2 separate regions of the Ovis aries genome follow, and region 2 is linked to region 1. Evidence: chromatin contacts called from public Hi-C data. All regions are on one chromosome and are shown on one strand. The core of a region is the stretch at or near the end of the contact, and the rest is flanking DNA. Distances in the headings are between cores, read along the strand shown.

The links. A called contact is a pair of places that touch in the nucleus more often than the background predicts.
Region 2: a Hi-C map of hypothalamus shows a contact between it and region 1, with 6 times the contacts expected there. The contact joins two enhancer-like sites. A contact is called at or near these places in 13 of 16 Hi-C or Micro-C datasets (blood, hypothalamus, liver and 6 more).

The regions. Positions count from the first base shown.
Region 1 is chr11:36,943,681-36,949,144 of ARS-UI_Ramb_v3.0, reverse strand. No RefSeq gene overlaps it. Among named protein-coding and RNA genes, the nearest start is that of PHB1, 18 kb to the right of the region's middle. Within about 2 kb of position 2,479, at least 10 of the 54 cell types and tissues checked have an H3K27ac peak or open chromatin away from gene starts, as enhancers often do. A contact at or near this core is called in hypothalamus, where this site is marked.
Region 2 is chr11:37,016,782-37,022,245 of ARS-UI_Ramb_v3.0, reverse strand. ZNF652 (zinc finger protein 652) reads right to left here. Exons shown (of 7, transcript XM_042255846.2): 3 at 4,098-5,272; 4 at 800-947; 5 at 348-463. The coding sequence starts at 5,006. Among named protein-coding and RNA genes, the nearest start is that of ZNF652, 47 kb to the right of the region's middle. Within about 2 kb of position 2,570, at least 9 of the 54 cell types and tissues checked have an H3K27ac peak or open chromatin away from gene starts, as enhancers often do. A contact at or near this core is called in hypothalamus, where this site is marked.

The DNA.
Region 1 (5,464 bases), core at 1,230-3,729:
CCACATTCCATGTAGCCAAAAAAAATAAACAAAAGAAATTAAAAGATCAAAGCAATAAGTATTATTTTTAAGCCAATTTAAGGAGTCAGGCAGTGTGTATTTGCAAGATTAAACAGAGTAGAGCTAGGATCACACATTCTCCAGAAAAATTGACCAGAGGAGATGGGGAGAATGTTTTGCTTTAAGATCTGTACACATCGGTAAGAGTGGAGCCAATTCAATGCTTCACTTTATGGATTCCTACTTTGACTGTGTGGATCACAATAAACTGTGGAAAATTCTGAAAGAGATGGGAATACCAGACCACCTGACCTGCCTCTTGAGAAACCTATATGCAGGTCAGGAAGCAACAGTTAGAACTGGACATGGAACAACAGACTGGTTCCAAATAGGAAATGGAGTACGTCGAGGCTGTATATAGTCACCCTGCTTATTTAACTTCTATGCAGAGTACATCATGAGAAATGCTGGGCTGGAAGAAACACAAGCTGGAATCAAGATTGCCAGGAAAAATATCAATAACCTCAGATAGGCAGATGACACCACCCTTATGGCAGAAAGTGAAGAGGAACTAAAAAGCCTCTTGATGAAAGTGAAAGAGGAGAGTGAAAAAGTTGGCTTAAAGCTCAACATTCAGAAAACGAAGATCGTGGCATCTGGTCCCACCACTTCATGGGAAATAGACGGGAAACAGTGGAAACAGTGTCAGACTTTATTTTGAGGGGCTCCAAAATCACTGCAAATGGTGATTGCAGCCATGAAATTAAAAGACGCTTACTCCTTGGAAGAAAAGTTATGACCAACCTAGATAGCATATTCAAAAGCAGAGACATTACTTTGCCAACAAAGGTCCATCTAGTCAAGGCTATGGTTTTCCAGTGGTCATGTATGGATGTGAGAGTTGGACTGTGAAGAAAGCTGAGTGCCAAAGAATTGATGCTTTTGAACTGTGGTGTTGGAGAAGACTCTTGAGAGTCCCTTGGACTGCAAGGAGATCCAACCAGTCCATTCTAAAGGAGATCAGCCCTGGGATTTCTTTGAAAGGAATGATGCTGAAGCTGAAACTCCAGTACTTTGGCCACCTCATGAGAAGAGTTGACTCATTAGAAAAGACTCTGATGCTGTGAGGGATTGGGGGCAGGAGGAGAAGAGGACGACAGAGGATGAGATGGCTGGATGGCATCACTGACTCGACGGATGTGAGTCTGAGTGAACTCCGGGAGTTGGTGATGGACAGGGAGGCCTGGCGTGCTGCAATTCATGGGGTCGCAACGGACACCACTGAGCAACTGAACTGAGCTGAACTGATGGCAAATGTTTGAACTGTCTCTGTTTTCCTTTTAACCATTCCATTTCCCTGTTTCTCCTCCCATTTCATGGCCTCATCATTTAACTTTTTACCTGAAACAAACAATAAGAAACAGAAATCTGAAGGGAGAAGAAGATACACAATATGACTTCAATACACACGACCCGATCACTTGTCATTTGACTTAGTTGTATTCACTTCTTTATAAAAGATCTGTGTTTGACTCATCTTCTGGTCCCCTGAAGCATCTAACCCAGGACTGTACCCAGTAGGCACTCAGTAATCATTGTTGGATGAGTAGATGGACCAGCTTGTGTATATGACACTTGTCCTTTTCAGGTCTACTCATTCACAGAGCATCCACGCAGTGGAAGTCCAAACTGTCCCTAAGACTATCAGATTTTATTTTGCTTTTCCTCATGAGTGTTTGGGGAGTTGGAGGGAAACTCTTGGTGTCTCAGAAGGAGAATGTAATGTCCCCTCTGTGTCTCACTAATTCATTAAAAACTGGTTAATTCCCCCAAACTGACCTCAGGCTACCAAAGCCTGAGTATCCAACACAGTAAGAGCCTGTCTGGTTTTAGAAAGAGTTAAAGCTGAATTAATGGCGATCTCCCACCTGGCGAAGAGAGGGGTAGCACCAGTTTGGCTGGTGGTTGAGGCAGAACATTTGGTATATTTACAGTCACAGATGCCCAGGGGGTTCTATATCAGGAAGTTGACTGCAGAGGGTCACCTCTATCTATTTACTTACCCTCTGGTTAAGGCTAATGTTAGCTGGTGCTAACATCCTCCTGGTCCTTTCCCTGGGATCTTTTTCTGAACATTTTGTACTTGTCAACACAGCCTGGCACCTGCAGCAGCAGGCAGGTTGCTGCCACCTGGTGGAGAAGAGAGGCCACAGCCTTGCAGGGCTGGGCCTGAAACAGACTTGAGAGATGGAAGTGAGTGAAGTCGCTCAGTCGTGTACGACTCTTTGCGACCCCATGGACACCAGGCTTCTCCATCCATGGGATTTTCTAGGCAATAGTACTGGAGTGGGCTGCCATTTCAAACAGCTTCCACAGGATAGTGGATTTCAAAATTTTGTAGCCATGGATCTCTTCCTTTAAGACCACTAAGTGACTGAGGCCTTCCTGTAAGACTGCTAAACTCAACACTGCTGTGGCTGTATGTAGCAGGGAAAGGAGGGACTCAGAGCCCCAGGGGACACGTTCCACACTCCCCTGAGCTCAGCTGGCAAACAGCTGTTTACTCCCTCATTGCAAGGATGGGGAAATGGAGACTTGGCGATATAATGAGATTTGTGCAAATCCTTTGTATGAAACACATTTTGGAATATGTGCAGCCAGCTTGTACCCCCAATCTCAAATAAGGAAGGTCTGAACGCAGCTTTCTGAGTGCTAGATCAAGCCTCCTACCTCAAGACATCTGGGCTCTGAGGAGGAGGAGCCTGGAACTCAACTCCTCCAACATCTTCTTGTTTGAATCAATCCAGGGGCAGACCCATGATGGTCCCTATGCCCCCTCTTCAATAACTGGCCTCGAATCAGGGGCCTGTAGATGCCCAAATAAGTTTTTTGATATCTGATATTAGGGAGAGGCAGGCAGCACCTTCAAACACAAATAGGGATAGGAACGAGGAGATTTGGGGCATCTCCTGTGTGCTGAGCATTTTCACATCTGTCATCTCACTTATTCCTCAACAACCCTGCAATGTGGATATTTGTGTCCTTAGTTTTAATGAGACAAAAAGGATGGTTAAAGTTGTTGAGTAATTTACCCAAGGTCTCCCAAACTAGTAAGTGGCAGAGTCAGAATCCCAACACGAATCTTTCTGATTCTAGAACTCATATTCTTTTACAAACGTAGTTGTCTTCTGGGGTGAGAAACCTGGGACTTCCAGGCCAGCTCAGAGTTTCAGTGTCAGCAAGGCTGAACGTAGTGCCCTGGCATGAGGGCCTTAGAAGGCATAAGTGCTGTCTCTGCCTCCTAAGTGCTGAGGTCTAGCTGGGGATGGAAGTGCGCCCACAAAGGGAATGAGGACCCCACACGCACTTGCACACCCACGAGTGCCAAGGATTTACAGGACAGGGGCTCCTGGGTATAGAATCCTGGAAGCTGAGAGATGGGATGGAAACAGTACTAGATGGAGGGTGGACGCCGGATTCCACCCTTGGCCCTACCACCTGCATCCTGTGGGATGTTGGGCAAGTCTCCTCCCCTCCTCCCCCAAATGAAGGGGCTGTTCCTGAGGCCCTGAAAACCTTCTGCTCAATTCTGTGCTGTTGTGACTGCAGTGGAAATTCCCGAAGGAAGTGAGTGAGCTGGAGGGTTGTGGACGTGGGAGAGGGAAATAGCATTTCCCACTGAGAGGCCGGCGGAGGCAAGTAAGACAAAGAAGCCATCGTCAGCCAGAGACGGCAAGCTCCTCTGCTCTTGAATGTTTGGTGGAGAACAGGGTTGGCACAATCTACAGTGAGGAACATCTGTGGGTTCTTTTGGGGTCTCTGATTGTCCAGGATAGACACCGTCTTAACCAAGAGACTCTCCCACCCACTGGCTAAGTGTCCCAGAGGCCCCATCTCTGAAGTCATTGCTGCACCAGGCTCCCTTCCTTGGCTGTGGCCTCGCCTGGCTTGGAAAGGACAGTCCAGCGGCAAACCCTCCTGGAGGGCAGACAAATGGAAAAGAAGTGGTTTTACCCCAGGCCTGGAGATCCTCAGACCCCTCAGTGGCTATGGGGTCACCTAATTCCCATCTGTCTCCTACCCCATTCCCACTCTGCCTATTCCAGAACCATGTGCGGCCACGGAGACAGCTGGTGTTATAAGTCTGTGTGCCAGGGCCTCAATGTTACTTTTCTTCCCAGTTCACTGTAGCCTCGGACACAGTCAGGGACTTGGGTGACAATTACATTGTATCTGACATAAAGCCCTCAGGCCTGAGACTTCCAAATTTCAGGGTTCACCCCATATTTAAGGCTATCTAATCTCCTTAAGTCAGAGGTCAGCAAACATTTCCTATAAAAGGGCAGAGAGTAAATACTTTAGGCTTTGCAGGCCATATAATCTCAGCTATAAATATGCAAGTCTGCTACTCTAGTGGCAAACATGCATAGTTATTTTCCAACAAAACTCTTACTTATGAACACTGAAGGTTGATTTTCATATCTTTTTCATGTGTCACAAAATAGTATTCTTTTGATTTTTTCCAACCATTGAAAACCAGTGAAAACCACTGTTAGCTCATGTGATGTACAAAAACAAGCCGTGGGCTGCATGTGGCCTGCATGCCAGACTTTGCCAGCCCCTGACCCAAATGTTTACAGCTCATTCAGGCAAATTTAGATGGTCCAAGCCTGTCATCAATAAAAGGCTTTTCTGGCTAATCCAAGTGGTTTGTCTGATCTTCCCTGGATGACAACAGCTTCCAGTTCCTTCAAAGCAACATTGCCCTGTTAGTTGTACTCTCTCTTCCAACGTAGCTTGATTGGAGGATGCTGGAAATACACCCTCCTCCTTCTCCACACAGCGTCCTGGGCAAAGTCGTCCTCTTTCAAATCTAAACTAGCTTCCCCAGGCCAGTACATTTCCATTCTCTCTTCCAGCCGTGTGCATCTGGGCCTTGCCAAAGCATCCCAGACTCTACCAGCTGGGACAGGCCTCTTCACTCCTTTTTTGTTCAGTCCTCAACCCCTCTGTTGCCAGAGTTCCAGAGCTAAAGTCTTTTGAATAAAAGGAGACCTTCTGTGTAAAGAAGGGTGGGAAGAGGTCAGCCACAGGCAAATTCCTGGAGAAGAAGGATTTTAAGTTGGGCTTGAGACAAAAAGGGACTGGGATTGAAAGAGGGAGGTGAGAGAGGAGAGGTGCTCCAGAGAGAAGCAAGGGAGGGCAGAGGAAAGCGAGAGGAGAGTCCGCACATGCAGGCCGCAGGAAGTGAGAGGGTGGTGGCACCTTTGTGGGTGGATCGGTCTGCAGGACTGTGAGCCCTGCTTCAGAGCAGCCTGAGGCGACCTAGAGAAAAACGCTCACCTCGCCTCTAACCTCAGTCCTGTACGTCTATTCTTCATCTCATCTGACAAACATTCAGTAACTCCCACCGAGAGGCAGGCATGTTTGACTTGGGGGGAAAAGGTCACGGGGGTTGGGGGAA
Region 2 (5,464 bases), core at 1,321-3,820, 73 kb before region 1:
TGGCTCTGCTGTATTTCCCAGCTGAGTTATTAATAAAAGGGAACATTTCTTAAATAATTATCATTGAAGTATATCCAACTTCTCTGAATGAGTGAGAAAAGTAAAATAATTTACCACATGTTAATCCCAACTTTAACCTAATCTAAGAAAGTCAACACTGTGTTAAAAATGACTGCTCTTTACCCAGCAGTGAGCTAACAACACACAGCGCTCAGCACATGGGTCTGATGGTTCTGTGGAAATGCAGCCTGTGCCTTGCACAAGGCACGCCTCTCTTCCACTGCTCACCACGCATACACACACAAGCCAGCCCCCACAGCTGGGCCTGGGGGCCAGCCCAGGCTCACCTCACATCTGAAGGGCTTCTCTCCAGAGTGCTGCAAGGAGTGCACCTTGAGTGACATACTGCGTTTGAATGACTTCCCACAGGTTTCACAGGTAAACGGCATATCTTTTGTGTGTGCTGCAACAGAGAATGGACTTATACTCAAAATCAGGTCACCAAAAGGCTCGAACTGGAAAAGAGACATGTTCTACTGTAAGGACATCTTAATTTACTGCCCTCTAATCTGTGAGGCTGTAACAGCAAAGTTGAAAGAATAACAATGGTGAAAAGAAACCTGGGTGTGGAAGACTCTACCATCCAATCTGGTGATGCTTACTGAAGACACGTTGCATCTGGTTTCAACAAGTCAAAACTGATTCAAATAAGGCAGTGTCTCATATGCTGCCCAATCTGAAGCATAAAACACACCAAAGAACAAGGGAAAATTATAGGTGTTAGAGAAAAGCAACTTACCAACCATATGTTTCCGTACATGAGCCATGGTATAGAATTTCTTCTCACAAATTTCACAGGAAAATTTCTTTTCTGCATATCCATGGACAATCTTGATATGTTCATGAAGGGACCAGAGTTTCTTGAACGATTTATTACAGGAAACACACTGAGCAGGATAAACAGAAATAATCTTTACTTATAGGGGTTTCCAGAAAGCCTCACCTGTGGACCAGCAGCTGAAATTGGCCAAGTTGAATGGGTTGCAGTATCTTAGTTCCCTCAACCAAGGACTGAACCCAGGACACAGCGTAAAAGTGCAGAGTCCTAAGCATCGGACTGCCAGGGAAGTCTCAAGAAGTGGGTGTGTTTTAGATTTGTGGCACAGACCAGAACCCAAACAAATGCTATTCTTTCATGAAGTCCAGATTTCAAAACCAACATCTTTATGTTCCATTTCCTAAGATGAATTTTTTTAGAGACACTTTGGGAGTATGAAAACAATGGCAAAAAGTAAGACAAAAAGAAATACAAAGTTCCACTAATATCAAAGAATTGACTGCTTTTATCAAATTAGTATTGTACCTTTGAAAAGAACCTTCAAGTTTTGTTTTTTTTAAAAAATATGGATTACTGTAAGCAGCTGTTTCCTACACATGGGTTACTATGTAGTTAATATGTGTTTACCAGAGGATACAAACTCATTTTAAATTAACATAAAAGCAAGATAAAACAAAGCATACGTGAATGGTTATAGATCTACGGAAGAATAACAGTATTTCTGTAGCTTAGCGAACATATTCAGAGTCTTCATTAATACAAACTACTGAGATTTTACTATATTTTCCTAATTTTCTCTATTAAATGTTTCCCTCTGGCAGAATTTAGCATAACCCCTCAGCTGCTGGTATCCTCCCTTTTCCTGAGGAGCTCAGATCCAGATCTCGCACAGGCATTTGTAGGAGACACAGGCAATCCACCTACTGCCCTGTATTATGCATCATTACTAGTCTAGGATATCATAATGTATCAAAATAAAATACTTCTGTTTAAAAACAGTATTAGGAAGTTCTAGGTAACCATCAGCCTCTGTAATACATAAGGGAAAAAGTTGTTACTCGCTGCAAAATTTAATAAAGATCTCTGAACACACTGTCACTTCAGGAAATGAGGACCAAGAAAAGTCACAGAGATAAGCCTCTGGCTGGATACTGCTGGAGGAAAGGACAGACAAACCCTATAAGCCATTCATTCTATAGAGCACAGCTTTAATTTTTACTTATTAGGTCATCAGGATTAGAAATGCAAAAAGAGTTCATTCAGCAGAATCTACAAAACTTAAATGATAAGTTTAAATGAAATTACAGTAAGGAACAGTGAATACAGTCACACAAAAAAAGGATTTATTAAATGTTTTCTTTTCTGCATTTCTTCTTGTTGTTTAGTCGCTAAGCTGTATCTGACTCTTTGGGACCCCATGGACTGCAGCCTGCCAGGCTCCTCTGTCCACGGGATTTCCCAGTCAAGACTGGCGTGGGCTGCCATTTCCTCTTCTAAAGGATCTTCCTGACCCAGGGACTGAACCCGCATCTCCTGCACCGGCATGCCAATTTTTAACCAGGAGAGCTACCAAGAAAGCCCCTTCTGTACGTAGTGAAGCAAAGTTAAAAGAAAAAAAAACCCAAAAAACAACTACACAAAGACACAAAGATCAAGAGACACCTTTTCAGCAATGGATCATTACAGAACTAAGTCTGACCCCTAGGGTGCAGCACAGCATCGCACTTCCTCTGGCCTGAACTGCTGCAACCAATTGAGAACCAAGTCCTGGCACCAGTAGTTACTGAGTGACAGGCGCCACGATTCAGTCTTCTTTTATTTACCAAGTATGCCAGAGGTCAAGTCACAGCTGATGAATCAAAATGCAGTGAATTTTTAGCAAATATAATTTATATATGTATTTATTTATAACTCTATTTATTTATTTTTGGCAGTGCTGGGTCTTTGTTGCTGCGGGGGCTTTTCTCTAGCTGTGGAGAGCGGGGGCTACTTTCTAGTTGCGGTCAGTGTTCAGGCTTCTCACTGTGGTGGGTTCTCGGTGCAAAGCATGGGCACAAGGGTCTCAGTAGTTGCAGCACATGGGCTTAATAACTGTGACTCTGGGGCTCCAGAGCACAGGCTCACTAGCTGTGGCACACGGGATTAGCTCTGGCATGTGGGATCTTCCTGGGTCAGGGAGCAAACCCATATCTCCTGCACTGGCAGGCAGATTCTCTACTACCGAGCCAGTGGGGAAGCCCCTAATTCATATTTTTAAAAAACCTCTTTAAAGTAATGATTTCAGTTGTTGATTAAAAACAAGGAAGAAAAATGACAAATAAGGAACATTCCAAATTAGGAGTACTCCAAGAAACACACTGAAACCAAACGATTTCATCTTCTACAAGAAGTTCAGCTTAAGCATGGTACAAGAAATGTCTATTTTACATATCTTTTGGAGACGTCAATAGACTTACCTTTTATGAATGAATATTCATATTCATAAATATGCACTTACATGTGCAAACCAACATAGCTCAACATAACATAGTTCACACAACATAATTAGCACACCTCTTAACCTATCACAACATAGTCCTTTCAAGACACCAACCTGGTTCGAATACCGTGTTTTGTTACTTTAATACTACACCGTAGCATTCTATAAGCCTACCGCCAGGTAGGCAATATTTTCAACCAGCTCAGCCTCCTTTAAAGTTTGCATATTCCCATGAGCTTAGCCTCTTGACAAATTTAGTGCTGTCATCTCTCCACTGGTTTAGAAGCAAACTCACTCCTGGAGATCTTCCATTTCCACCAGTCTGAGTCATTATGGTTTTTGTCCCCAACAGCTGTACTAGAACCTGGCATCCTTTCAAACCTTAGAAAAGGACCTCTCTCTACTCCTGACTTTTACTTGATATCTCCCACCTTGACAGCGAAGACACCAGAATGAACTATATTACATGTCTTACAAGAGTAAATCTCAGTGCCAAGTCAGTGTTGACTTCATCTCCTTGTCAATCACCTATTAACAGATTCCCCTTTCCAATGGACCTGGGTTCCCACTAGTCCAGCGTCAGTTAAAATTTATGCTTTTGAAAGAAAATGTTAAGCCTGGTTTTGAAAATACCAAAGCAGGGGCTTAAAAAAACAGATAAATTGGTGAAAACTGTCCCTTCAGCCTCTACTGTATTTATTCTCTTGGGCAGATACCAGGTGAGTCTGAAACAGCCAGGTTCTATCCTGGAAAGTTTGCCCTCTTGGTGATAAGACCTACCTGAATATTTTTTTCACAGTCTGTTTGCTGGTGAAGGGACAGCTCACTTTCCAGGACAAACTTCTTGCCACACTTATCACAAATCTGCATGCGCCTATGAGTAACGTTCATGTGCTTCTCCAGGTACCAGCGAGTATTAAACACCCTGGGGCACTTCTCACAGGTCAGAGTCTCTTTCTCTTCACACTTAGCTTTCTGGACTGGTGCTTTGGGCTCCTTTGCGGCCCGCTTCTTACGCTTAGGTGGCTCTACACTCTTCCTACGACCTCTCGTAGCTCTGGGAGTAGGGGAAGTGGCAGCTGCGGCGACAGAGGCAGCTCTCCTCGTTCTCCTCTGTGCAACGCTGACCTTCTCCACCGTCTTCTCCTTTTTCTTCTGCCTTTCATTCTCTCCGTAGTCATTGCTGTCATCCGTGGCCTCTTCCTCACTCTCTTCCTCTTCCTCCTCACTGCTTGTCTTAAGAACAGGAGTCTCTTTGGACTGAGAAGAGACACCCTTCTCCCCTTTAGACACATTTAACGTTTGATTATTAAGGTTTACCTCCACTATGATCTGCTCCCTTTTGTAGGAGACCTCCTCCTCCTCCTCCTCCTCCTCCTCTGTGTCATCAGAACTCTCCCGGTCTGCTTTAACACCGTGCACGTCAGACACTGCTCTTGTCTCCCTGAAATACGGCTGCTCCTCTGTTTCATGGAGATGTGGCTTGCTCACCTTGGTGTCCACTAACACAGAATAAGGACTTCCTGATTCCCTTTTGTACACTTTGGTGGACAGGTCGAGTTCTTGGTTGGCACCATGATAAAAGGAAGATGGCACTTGACCACGGCGGCTATCTTCTTGTGCCATTCCTGCTCCGTGCACAGCACGGTTTTCAACCAGCTCCTGACAAGAGCTGGCTGTGTGGCTCATTAGTAAGTGGCCTAATGTATTAAGCAGTTCAGACTACAGAGAATAGGTTTAAAACAGGATAATCATTAAGACTCAAATCTTTTTCCATCCATGAAGAATCACTCAAACGGGGTGGGGCGGGGGAAGGTATTCCTGGAACCTCTGTGCAATTCTTCCAGTGTGTTGCAGCACCAATGCATAAGTCAAAAGGTTTGGTATTATGGCAAGAGCAGAGCACTAGTGATTTTCCTTTTGCAGAGAGCTGCAAGTGACTTGGAGCATCTTATCTGCAAAGAAAAGCAAAGAGAAAAAAGATCAGCTATCTCTTACTTCCTTCTCACAGCATGCACTGACATCATACAACAAACATACCTTAAATGATTAAACTCTTTATATATACAATTCTTTATCCTGCTCAAATGGTTCAGTGTGGGCCATCATTTTACTGCATTACATGAATTCAATAAACTTTTTGTTAG